Linked DNA regions of Hordeum vulgare: region 1 is linked to region 2. Evidence: chromatin contacts called from public Hi-C data. All regions are on one chromosome and are shown on one strand. The core of a region is the stretch at or near the end of the contact, and the rest is flanking DNA. Distances in the headings are between cores, read along the strand shown.

What was found. A called contact is a pair of places that touch in the nucleus more often than the background predicts.
Region 1: a contact with region 2 is called in a Hi-C map of leaf, with 5 times the contacts expected there. The contact joins two enhancer-like sites. A contact is called at or near these places in 2 of 6 Hi-C or Micro-C datasets (leaf and seedling).

What each region holds. Positions count from the first base shown.
Region 1 is chr1H:187,612,164-187,619,101 of MorexV3_pseudomolecules_assembly, reverse strand. LOC123428396 (phospholipid-transporting ATPase 3) reads left to right here. Exons shown (of 27, transcript XM_045112594.1): 23 at 3,625-3,846; 24 at 3,928-4,095; 25 at 4,175-4,537; 26 at 4,641-4,747; 27 at 4,875-5,440. The coding sequence ends at 5,187. Among protein-coding and RNA genes, the nearest start is that of LOC123428396, 35 kb to the left of the region's middle. Within about 2 kb of position 5,556, at least 1 of the 3 cell types and tissues checked has open chromatin away from gene starts, as enhancers often do. A contact at or near this core is called in leaf, where this site is marked.
Region 2 is chr1H:186,986,086-186,992,639 of MorexV3_pseudomolecules_assembly, reverse strand. No RefSeq gene overlaps it. Among protein-coding and RNA genes, the nearest start is that of LOC123428378, 180 kb to the right of the region's middle. Within about 2 kb of position 1,654, at least 1 of the 3 cell types and tissues checked has open chromatin away from gene starts, as enhancers often do. A contact at or near this core is called in leaf, where this site is marked.

The DNA of each region.
Region 1 (6,938 bases), core at 4,307-6,806, 620 kb before region 2:
CACCTGATCTTCCGACAGCGGGGTTAGCCTGAGCCAGGCGTTCCTTCCCATGCGCCTGGGTGTGCCTGCTGGGCTGCCTGGCAATATTATATTATTTCTTTTGTATCAAATTGATGGGCATGGGTTTCTTTTATATACTAATTGCACTTCAGGCAGCAGCAGAGCCAGGGTACAAACCAAACATGTGCATGTCAGGCTTGCCTGACCAGGCAAAAAATTCCAACAACTCAGGCTGGATCCAGGCGTGAGTTTTTCCCAGGCATGTTGTCAAGTCTTTCATCCAAACTGACCCCTTTATCTCCCAGAAGTTGGTGAACCATTTAAAGCTTGAAACCCGTGATCATCCAAATCCCTACACTTTTGGATGGATCAAGAAAGGAGTGAATATGAGGATCACGAAACAATGCAACCTGCCACTTTCTTTGGGCAAGCATTATCGCTCAAATGTGTTGTGTGACGTAGTTGATATGGACGCCAGCCATGTTTTTCTTGGGAGACCTTGGAAAATTGATGTGGATACTACACACAAGGGCAAGGAAAATTCTTACTCTTTCATTTGGAACAAGAGAAAAATCATTATTCTACCAAACAAAACTGAAGGTAATACCTCTAAGGATGAGGGGAAAACTATGTTAACCATCTCCCATACCTCTCATGAGTTTATGGAAGACTTGAAGGAGGCAGATTTGTGTGCTGCACTTGTTGTAAAAGGAGAAGAGCATTTGACTGTTGAAATTACAGCAAATGTAGGTGGTTTATTGGCAAAATTTATAACATACTTGGAGAGCCACAAGGCCTGCCACCGATGAGAGGAATTCAACATAGAATTGACTTAATTCCAGGAGCAAGTCTTCCTAACTTTCCACACTATTGAATGAGCCCAAAAGAGCATGATATATTGAAGGAGAAAGCGGAGGAATTGCTGCAGAAGGGGCACATTTGAGAAAGTATTAGCCCATGTGCTGTACCGGCCCTGCTCATGCCAAAGAAAGATGGATCTTGGTGCATGTGTATGGACAGTAAAGCCATTAACAAAGATCACCGTATGGTATAGATTCCCTTTTCCCCATTTGGATGATATGTTGGATCAGTTTAGTGGGGGTAAAAGTGTTCACAAAGCTAGATTTAAGAAGTGGATATCGTCAAATCCGTGTCAGACCCGGGGATGAATGAAAAACCGCCTTCAAGACAAAGGAAAGGTTGTTTGAATGGTAGTCATGCCATTTGGACTCTCAAATGCACCAAGTATCTTTATGCACTTGATGAATCAAGTCCTTTGACCCTTCTTATCCCACTTTGTTGTGGTCTATTTCGATGACATCTTGATCTATAGTAAGGATGAAGATGAACACTTTGATCACGTTCGGAAGGTGCTAGAAGTACTAAGGGAAAATGAGCTCTATGTGCATAAATCTGGACCGACTAACCGAGTGGCTGATGCTTTGAGTTGTCGTGCATGCCTCTTGACTTCTTTTGAGGTTGAACTTCCAGGCATGGATCAATAAAGGAGTTGTAGGAGGATGACGAAGACCTTGGCCATGTTTGGGTAAAGCACACAAGAGGCCAGCCGTTAGGTGATGGCTATCTCTTCAAAAATGATCGTTTGTGCATTCCAACAAGTTCTCTACGTGACAAGCTGGTTAGAGAGCTTCATTCAAGTGATCTTAGTGGCCATGTTGGACGGGACAAGACTATCGTTAACCTGGAAACTCGTTACTTTTGGCTGCAACTAAAGAGAGATGCTAGAAAGTTTGTTCAACGGTGTCTCATATGTCAACCTGCAAAGGCCAAGTTCATAACACAGGGTTATACATGCCTTTGCCTGTTCCTGTTGCTCCATGGAAGGACATCTCTATGGACTTTGTCTTGGGCTTGCCAAGAACAAGACGAGGGAGTGATGTTGTGTTTGTGGTCGTGGACAGATTCTCTAAGATGGGTCATTTCATCCCATGCCGCAAGACAACGGGTGCTCATCATGTAGCAAACCTATTCTTTCTAGAAGTGGTAAGACTTCATGGAGTTCCAAGGTTGATCGTCTCAAACCGTGATAGCAAGTTTCTTGCTGCATTTTGGCTCACTTTGTGGAAGCAATTCAACACTGAATTGAAATTTTCTAGCACTGCTCATCCACAAACAGATGGAAAAACGAAAGTGGTAAACAAGTTTTTGGGTAATCTGATCCGTTGCATTTGTGGAGAAAGAAAGGGACAATGGGATTTGGCACTATCTCTTGCAGAGTTCTCCGACAATAACTCCAAGCATAGATCCACAGGAAGGAGTCCTTTCTCCATTGTCTACACTAAAGTTCCAACACATGTGGTGGACCTGGTGAAGCTACCATCAAGGGGAAACTCAAAAGCAGTCTTGTCCTTTGCTGATAATTATACTGAACTATTTGAAGAGATTCGTGGTGTTTTGGGAGCACAAAATCAGAAATATAAACAACTTGCTGATTGCAAAAGGAGGCCAAAACCATTCCAAGTTGGTGATAAGGTGATGGTCTACCTCCGAAAAGAGAGGCTGCCTTTAGGTGTTAAAGGGAAGCTTAGGCAGCGAAAGTATGGGCCCTTCTCTATCATGAGGAAGATAAATGATAATGCTTATGTGATAGATCTTCCAAGCGACATGGGTATATCCAATACTTTCAATGTTGCGGACTTGACCCTCTACCATCCAGAAGAAACGCTCTATGAAGATAACTCGAGGGCGAGTTCCAAACAACCAGGGGAGAATGATGAGGAAAAATAGTAGAAGAAAAAGAAAGAGAAAATCACATGCCAGATCTGTTTGGCCACTTCTAGATACTTCCACTCTAGTGTAGTATTTTTTTTTCTTTACCCTACCTACTGTTTCTAGAGTTCTCTAGTTATAAGTAGCTGTGAGTAGAATGGTGAATACTAAATAGTGTTTCCTAGAGTGTTCCAGCTATAAGTAGAAGTATGTGAAAGCTTCTCAAAGCCCTATAAATAGAGGTCCTCACCTCTAGTTGTAACCAGATTATGTACCCACTATCTATAATAGAATTTGTTGTTCCTATCTAAGATCTTGGACTAGATCTTGTGCTCCAGGAGTTTTGGATTGAACTCCTGCTGCCATATTGGCCTCCGCTCGCCTCTAGAGCGATATCTAGCACAGCACGTTGAAGTAGTTCCTTCAACACTTGTGCTGTACACATTGTAGCAGTAAGGTGGAGTTGTTCCTCCACAACCTTGTGCTGCTTCAAGCATGCCATCCTTTATTTGTGGATATACGAGTTTTTTAGTACTCATATGTGGATAGTTTGTAGGTTCTTGGGCTGTAAAATGAGGTTGATATTATTACATTTTAAAGGCAATAACCAATATTGTACCTTCACAATAAGAGTTTGTGCATGTGATTCGCTACTCATCATTGTACATTGGTTTCATTTGCTATTCCAGTTTTGATCTCAGAAACCAATTCTGTACTGTTGACATGCCAAGTGTCCTAACTTCACAACTTTGTACTAAAGCAAGTACAAAGTTTCTGGTTTAGTAGTTACCCAATACAAGTAATATCAAAATTTCTGGTTTGTGTGTTAATTTCCTTGCCTAAACTGTTTGGTCAAATGATGCCAAAATACCAATGTTGACGCACATTTTGTAGGTTACTAGCTTAGTTAGGAAGGGTGCTCGTAAGATAACTCTCAGCATTGGCGATGGCGCTAATGATGTAAGCATGATTCAAGCCGCTCATGTTGGGATTGGCATTAGTGGACAAGAAGGAATGCAAGCAGTTATGGCTAGTGATTTTGCCATCGCTCAATTTCGTTATCTTACTGATTTGCTTCTTGTACATGGACGGTGGTCATACTTGAGATTGTGCAAGGTATGCTTATGGTTTCGTTAGCCTGTATCTTTCCATATATTTATAGTTCGCAAAACTAAATGTCGTCACTTGCTGTTTCAGGTTATCACGTACTTCTTCTACAAGAATCTGACATTTACGCTAACTCAGTTCTGGTTCACTTTCCAAACTGGCTTTTCTGGTCAGCGGTTTTATGATGACTGGTTCCAGTCGCTGTATAATGTCATTTTCACAGCACTACCCGTAATTATGGTTGGATTATTTGATAAGGTATAGCGGCCTGTATTCATTTTACATTTAGTTCTGGAATGATGCTGTTTGTGGCATTCATGTAACTGAACCATTTCAGGATGTGAGTGCATCTCTATCAAAGAAATACCCACAACTTTACCAGGAAGGAATTAGGAATACATTCTTCAAGTGGAAAGTGATAGCGGTGTGGGGTTTCTTTGCTTTCTACCAGTCAATAGTGTTCTATTACTTCACTGCAGCTGCAAGTCAGCATGGTCATGGCTCATCTGGCAAGATTCTTGGACAATGGGATGTTAGCACGATGGCCTTTACTTGTGTTGTGGTTACTGTGAACCTCCGCCTCCTCATGTCATGCAATTCTATTACCAGATGGCATTATTTCAGTGTAGCTGGCAGTATAGCGGCCTGGTTTCTGTTTATCTTTATATACTCTGCCATAATGACATCATTTGACAGACAGGTGGGTGAATTATGCACTAATCTATCTCTCTGCTGATGACTATTTGGGCCTAATGATCATTCTTTCTATAAATGCATAACATCATGCTGTGTTCCTTCTGCAGGAAAATGTATATTTTGTGATTTATGTTCTGATGAGTACCTTTTTCTTCTACCTCACACTAATTCTTGTTCCGGTCATCGCTCTCTTTGGTGACTTCCTATATCTATCGTAAGATACCACCTATTCCTTTTGCACAATTATATGTCAGTGTCGTCTGGTTTTGATTCTTTCAGTCTACATACTGAAGTGGCTGAATCAACCGTGTGCTGTCTCTGATACTCTGTCGGTTTTCCAGGCTTCAGCGATGGCTATTCCCTTATGACTACCAAGTTGTTCAAGAAATGCACAAGGATGACCCCCATGAATACAGTATGATACGTCTTCCAGAGAGGAGCCATTTGAGCCCTGAAGAAGCGAGAAGCTACGCGATTTCCATGCTCCCCCGAGAGAACTCCAAGCACACTGGTTTTGCTTTTGATTCCCCAGGTTATGAGTCATTTTTTGCATCGCAGCAAGGTGTCTGTGTGCCTCACAAGTCATGGGATGTCGCAAGGAGAGCCAGCATGAAGCAGCAGCGGCAGCAGCCACAACGAACAGGAAGATCCTAATCCTGGATTTGTGTAAAGTTTTGTACATCATGTTCGTTTGCCCACAGACCACATGATTGTGTATAAGTAGCCTTGTAGCACTTTTTCTTGTTTGTCACCCAATGACCCAATATGTTATGCTAGCGATGTTAGTAGGTGACCATTGATCTTGATGACTGAAGAATCAGGTAGGCATTTGGTTAAACAAAGTGGAAACTGGAAAATGCAGTTAGCGAAATTCTTATGATTTTTACAGAATTGGATGTTACTGAAATTTGTCTTGTCTTATTATGAAATCTTGCTTTGTTGCAGAATGAATGCAGTGCTGGTGTGTTCCAGGCATAGATCTTGATGCTTGTTGGGTTGACATGTCAGTTTTCCTTTTTTTCCGTTTGCTCCCTGACTCTTAACGCGTGAGCGCCAGCTTTCCTCTCTTCTTCCTGTTGAGCAGCGTACCAACCTTATCCCAAGATGTGAGAACTGTCCGCCGGAGGAGTGAGTATTTACTTTGTGTTCCCTCCGTTTATAAATATAAGTCTTTCTAGAGATTTCATTAGTGAGTACATATGAAGTAAAAATGAATGAATCTACACTATAATATATGTAAACCTAAGAATGGTTATTAAGAACCGGGTGTAACGGTTTGGTTCTTACTTTGGGTTTGCTTGGTTCAGGTTTTATTGGGTTGAGATTTTTTTAGTTTGGTTTTGGTTTGGGTGTGTGGAGAAACCAGTTTAGGTATAATTGGTTATGGGTTTAAACGGTTTGGTTATTAATGGTTATAAACTATGAGTTCAAACAAATTTTTAGGCATTGGTTATATGCAATAATCAACAATGACCGAGAACGAGTATCTTTGATCCGTGTGCATGCTATAATGCACTATGTAACTATGTATTACGAGGAAACACCACATGAAAATCGAAAGTGTTTGCTTGTTCTTTCACTAAGCAATTTTGCTTGTTCTTTCGCTAAGCAATTTGGTTTTAATATACTTGTTAGTGAGCTTTTCAGTCATGGACATGTTTTTTTTGCCTCTTGCTGTGTGCTGACTGTATCTCAAGCATAGTTTTGTTTTCAAACTATTGTAGACACATTTATGCATTTTTTATCTCATATGCTTCTTAACATGTCAATTTGTGTAATCATATGTACATTAAAACAAACTCATAGTTATTTACTAGGTTTAAATTCATGGTTATGTATTTGGTTTAAATTGGTTTGGGTGGAAAAAATAGTGGGTTCGGTTTTGGTTGGGCTAAAAATGACACTAAATGGGTACGGTTCAAGTATGGTTTTGAGAGATAAATGAACGAATATGGTTCAAGTATGATTCAAGTATAAAACCATTCTTAAGTTTAAATGTATGTTAATATATAATCCATATGTAATTTCATAGTAAAAAAGTCTTAAATGAAAATATGAGAAAGAAAATGTAAATGTTGACGCACATGGACCCTGGCGTCTGGGTGCGCGCAATTGACACCAGTAGGTTTGCACTAGATTGAACTTATGAGACTGGGTGCGCGCAATTGACACCAGTAGGTTTGCACTAGATTGAACTTATGAGACGCAAGGGACCCTGGCGTCTGGTTCCTGGTCCAGACGTTAGGGTCCCTGGCGTCTGACCCCTTTGCCACGTCATCCGATCAACGACAGACTGATCGACTGGGCCCGTGCTATACGCTGGGGTCCCTGGCGTCTCCAGTGCAACCCAGACGTCAGGAACGTTGGCGTCACTTAAAGATGTCAATTTTGAGCTTATTTTCAAA
Region 2 (6,554 bases), core at 405-2,904:
CTGCATAACTGCGACGGCGAGGCACTCCCACGATACAGGATGCTGGAACTAACATCGATTTTTTGCTGCATGCTTCAACCGGCATCACAATTTGCTACAACCGGCATCGCTATTTGCTGCAACTAGTGTTGCATTTTGCTACATCGCACATGGCTTTGCGATTTTTGCTACAACCGGCAATGAAAAAAGCTATATCCGGTGACATGATTTGCTGCAATGGCCACGGCGAAGTTTTTGGTGGCAACGGTGGCGTTGTGATTTTTGCTGCAGCCTTGTCGGTCCTTCGTTGTAGCTTTTTTATCAACGGTTGTAACATTTTATGTCAACGGTTGCAACATTCTGTCATGACAATGACTGCTTGCAGCTTTTTATATGTCTGGTTGCAGCTTTATTCATCAACGGTTGTAGCATTTTATGTCAATGGTTGCAGCATCCCGCCATGACAATGACCGCTTGCAACTTTTTATATGCCCGGATGAAGCTTTTTCATATGGGTTTGAAGCTTTTTTTGACAGCGGTTGTAGCATGAGCGTAAAAAATGGTTTCCATCGCCGTCCAACAGCAGCCCCATGTCCACAAGCGCCTCCGCTTGCAGCACTAACTCGAGGGCCTTCCCCGGCGATGCGACCCCACCGGCAAAACCATGAGAAGCTTGGCTGGGGGACGAGATGCTTGTAGAAGCACGGGGGAGAAGAAAGTTTCTCGCCGCATCAGGTCGGCGTCCTCAACGACGACGGCCGGTGGTCGCCCTCAATAGATGAGAGAAGGTGGGGGGAGGAGAAGGTCGCTCGGGGAGAGAAGGGTGCTCGCGTGTGGCCAGAAAGGCGCGCGAGGGGATAAGGCTGTGACGGGATGCGAGCCGCTAGATCTAATCGCATCAGACGTCGCGCGATGGACTAACTCGAGCGTTCGGCCGGACTGTCGTATGTAAACGTTTACCATGAATGAACGCACGCACTAACCAGGTGAGCTACGGAACACTTTTGATAAATGGAGTGCACCCGGCATGAAACTACCCGGTCGCAAATCTGAACGAAACTAAAAATGACAAGACAAATAGCTAACTGAACCCATCTTGAGAAAACCTAACTGAATAAGAGAACACAGGGCCGGCCTCGGCTGTGCTCGCGACGAGTCAGGGTATCTGGGTATGGTTCGGGTTAGTGGATGCTGCACGGGGTGCTCACGGGCGCGGTCATGGTAACGAATTTTGATGGCTGGGGCGCGGTTCCGCAAGCAGTGGCGAGGTAGAGATCTTGAAGATGCGGGGTTCATGGTGGTGGCGACCTGCGGCCGGCACGACGAACAGCGAGGCATGCTCTTGGGATGGGGTTGATGTGACCGGCGAGATCGGATAGAGGAGAGGCGGCACGGTGAAGAGCTTCTCCGGCGGAGGCGCGCGGGAGATTCGCGCGAGCTCCGTTCGTTTCCTCCCAGAGAAGAACACAAACTAGAAAGGGAGAGAAATTAGAGGAGGAAGGAGGGAGCAACGAAAGGAAAGGAACAGAGAGGAAGGTCGGCACTCATGTGGTGGCTCCGACGACCTACGATTTGCTCGTGGCGATGCACGGGAGCTTGCACGGCTGCAGGAACTCCTGCTCATGTGGTCGCGTGGATGAAGATGGTTGCGGTTGTCGAACACGTCCAGGAGATAGGGGTTGGGGACGAGGTCGACCACAGGAGGCCATCGTTTGGTTGTTGTGGGAGCTCGTGGACAGGGCTTGAAGGGATTTGAATTTCGGCCGTACAAATCAAATTTCGGCCGAATTTCGGTCATCTCGGTCTGGGGCGAGAAATATCTATCGGCCGAAAAAAATGATTTTTGGTTAAATTTGTCAGATTTTAATCAAATTTCAGTCAAATTTTGGTCAAATTTCAACCGAATTTTTTGAAAATGACCGAAATTCGGCCATCTCGGCCTGTGGCGAGAAAAAACACAAAACGAAAATCAAAACACTAGATCAGGTTCGAGCAAAGAATCGAGAGAGGTGGTGGCTGGTTGGCTCTTGGCTCTTGGCTCCTTGCTTCTATGATTTGGGCGGCACGGAAAGAAAGGAAGATGGTCGGAGGCTGCTGCTCGAGATTCGGATCGAGGCACATCCCGAGCAACGAGGGGACTGCTCGAGTGGCGACCGCAAAGATTATTTGGTGGATGGTACCGCTAGGGGTAGGGTTTCGTCGGCTATATAGCAAATGGGGCTAGGGTTAGTAATGAATTGAGTTGTTCGATCGCAATCTGACGGCTCCGGTCGCAGGGATAGGGTAGGTTGGGCTATGTAGAGGGGGTTGGGCTAAAAAGAGAGGGAACTTTACGGTCCGTGACGGATTTTTTTAAAACCGAAACCATCCGACAATTTACCGGCTATAGTGTCGTTATAGGTTTAACGGTTTGAGTAGCAAACGACCTCCAAATGCGATCAAATTTGACAGCCATGCTACCTACAATAAAACAAGACCACACGCCAAATTTTAACCCATTCCGTGAATGTTTATACACACTTTAAAAACAATATTTTAATGATGTCACGGGTGTGTGCGGGTGTGATTGGTCTCAAATCGGTCAAGACAAGAATGAAGAGAACAGACAATTAATAACGGGTGCAAGTTTAAAAAACGAGCACTGATGCTATCCAGATGATGCGAATGATGTGATGATGAATACGACAAGCAATTAAATCACACGACGACAATGGAACACAAAGGGAATCTTCTGGGCGTTGGTTCCGGGCTATTACACCCTTTTATAGGAAGGCAAAAATCCAACCATTACCCCCTCAGCCCGCATACAAGCGGTACTATTGCTCCGGAGAGCGAACTATGATAACCCACAAGTATTTCGCCCTAATTTATTGATTTGATGCAAGGGAGCCAAAGAATATTTATTGGCCGTAACAGTTGAGTTGTCAATTCAACCGCACTTGGCATATCTTTCTCCAGCAAGTATTTAGTACCACGACAAGTGATAGTAGTAACCGTTATAGTGATAGCAGCAATTTTGGTAACAGTAGTAACGGTAGTAACAGTAGCAGTTGAGTAGCAAGTGTGAAAGTAGCAGCAACAGTAGTATCTTAGCTAAATTCATTATATGTAAAGCGTAGGCACGTAGATCAAGAGTGAATAATGATTTAGGTGACATTGATCATATAAAAATTACACACTAGGGCGACACAGAACTAGCTGCAATTCATCGATATAATGTAGGAATGTATTCTGTATATAGTCATACGTGCTTGCGATAAGAACTTGCATGACATTTTTGTCCTACCCTCCCGTGGCAGTGGGGTCCTATTGCGAACTTAGGGGTATTAAGACCTCCTTTTAATAGATAACCAGAACAAAGCATTAACACGTAGTGAATACATGAACTCCGCAAACTACGACAATCACCGAAAAGTCCCCATTATTGTCACCTTGGGGTATGCAAATCAAGAGACGTAATACGTAACTATAACTTGCAAGATAGGATCCAAATCACTCTTATATTCATGAAAACATAATAGGTTTAGATCTGAAATCATGGCACTCGGGCCCAAGTGACAAGCATTAAGCATAGCGAAGTCATAGTAACAGGGATCAAGCGCTATAAAACTTAACTCGATTACATGATCAATCTCATCCAATCTCACCACTCTCCAACAAGCCTAGAAAGGAATTACTCACAACCGGTGGAGAGCATCATGGTGGTGCTGATGAAGAACGGTTGGTGATGACGACGGCGACGAATCCCCCTCTTTGAAGCCCCAAACGGACTCTGGATCAGCCCTCCGGAGGAAGAACACGAGGTGGCGTCGGCTCCGTCTCATAAAACGCGATGAAAAATTATCTCCTATTTTTTCTCAAGGTATATAAATTTATACGAGTGGAATAAGGGTCGGAAGAGCCTCGAGGGCCCCACAAGCCATCAAGGCGCGGCCCTGGGGGCGCCCTGTTAGCTTGTGGCCCCCTGGCACTTCCCCTCTGGCACGTCTTCGCTCCATAAGTCCTTATAAATTATCAAAAAATAATTCACAAAAAGTTCTGTTCCATTCGGAGAACTTCTATTTCCGCACAAAAATAGCACCAAGGCAATTCTGGTGAAGACAACGTCAGTCTGGGTTAGCTGCATTCAAATCATGCAAATTAAAGGCCAAAATGAGAGAAAAAGTGCTTGGAAAAGTAGATACGTTGGAAACGTATTGATGCATCTCCAATGTATCGATAATTTATGAAGTATTCAGGCCATGCCTGCCTATGTTTAAATACTTTTATATGGTTTTGCTGCACTTTATATAATTTATTTAGAACTAACCCAGACTGATGGTGTTTTCAATGAAACTACCGTGGTGTTGTTTTTTGTACAGAAATAGAAGTTCTCGGAAATGGATGAAACTTTTTGACATTTTTTTTGGAACAAAGAGAAACACTCGAGCAAAGAACCACCACATGGGCGCCCTCGTGCCCACTACACACCAGGCCGCGTCAGCCCCCCTGGCATGGGTTGATGTCTAGTGGGCAACTTGTGGCACATCTTGGTTTGATTCCAACTCCCAAAAATCATATAAATACATAAACCTCCAGAAATAAACCTAGATGAGAAGTTCCGCTGCTGCAGGCCTCTATAGCCACGAAAAAACAATTGGGAGCCTGTTCTGGCACCCTACCAGAGGGGGAGATCAACTCCCATGGCCATGATGAGGAGGGAGTAGTCCACCCTCGGGGCTAAGGGTTTGTACGAGTAGCTATGTGTTTTCTCTCTCTCTCTCTCTCTCTCTCGTGTTCTTGAGATGTCATGATCTTGGTATATCACGGGCCTCGTTAATGTAGTTGGATCATTTGGTGTTTGTCCCATGCTATTGTTGTGATGAATTGAATCTTTCACTTTAATATCTTGTTATGATTGGATTGAATATTCAGGTTTGCGAGCACATAATATATGTCTTGCATGCGGATACCCATAGTGACATTGAGGTATTGAAGTGATTCACTTGATATATGTTGTGGCATCAACTCGCGGATTCCCGAGGTGACAATGGGGTAATCTAGGCATGGGGGTTGATTGCACGTTTTCATACTATGTTCTCCGATAGAAATCTTGGTGTGCTCCATGAAGTTCTTTGTGTTCGATTGAGTATTATGTATCTGAATTTGTTATGGTGTTATTTTAGTACTAACTCTTGATAGATCAATCGAAAAGGATAACTTGTTATCTTAGTACGAACTCTTGGAAAGATTGATCGGAAAGAATAACTTTGAGGTGGTTTCGTACCTTACAAACAATTTTTTCTTATGTTCTCCGCTAGATAGGAACTTTGGAGTGATTCTTCATCGCACGTTGCGGGATTGTTATGTGATCAAATTATATTAGCATTGTTGAGAGATTGCACTAGCGAAAGTACGGACCCTAGACCTCATTACCAAGCATTTATACAACGTTTTTCTCACTGTTTAACACTTGCTACCTTGCTGCTTTTCTATTTTCAGATTACAAAAAACTATATCTACTATATACACTTGTATCACCATCTCTTCATCGTACTAGTGCACCTATACACTTTACAATTGTATTTGGTGTGTTGGGGACACAAGAGACTTTTTATTATTTGGTTGTAGGGTTGTTTCGGAGAGACCAAATTCATCCTATGCCGCCTACGGATTGATAAACCTTAGGTCATCCACTTCAGGGAAATTTGCTACTCTCCTACAAAACGCTGTGCTTGGAGGCCCAACACGAGTGTGTAATTAAATCTGTTAGTTTCTTGTTTTTCACTAGTTTGTTTTATAGAAGAAAAATTACAAAAAATGGAATTGATGTGGTCTTATATTGTTCATATTTATCGTGTTTTCGTGAAAATGATGAAAGGAAAATTGTGCTCAATTGCTAGAGAAAGAATGTATGAAAATGCTTAATGTAAATTCCTTGAATGATGAGCATGATAGAAATATTGTTAGTACGAATCCTTTGAATATCCATGATGATAATGGTATGCAAAGCCATAAGCTTGGGGATTCTATGTTTGTTGAAGTTGATATTTTTAGCCCCCCAAGTTTTGATGAGCAAATTTATTATGATAAAATCTTGCCTCCTATTTATGATGATTATACTGATGAAAGTGGGTTTGGAAGAGTGTGAACTCTAGGTACTAATGATCCCACTATTTTGGAGGTTGTTGAATCTTGTCATAATAATAAAAGTGGATATGGAGAGGTCATGACTTTATTTAGTGACGGGTCCACTATTTTGGAAGAGGCTTTAGTTGATTATGACAACAAAGTTACTATTTATGATGATTATGGTGATGACATGTATGTTATAAAGACTAATAAAAACCATGAAACTTGTCATCATGATTTTAATTTTCAATTGAATTATGCCAATCAAGTATCACATCATAGCTATTTTGTTGAGTTTTCTCCCACTACTATGAATGAGAAGAATTTTGCTTGTGTGGGTAGTTATAAAAATTCTATGCTTGTGCATCATGAAAAGAATGTTCTATGTGATAGTTATATTGTTTAATTCGTTCATGATGCTACTGAAAATTATTATGAGGGAGGAACATATGCTTGTAGGAATT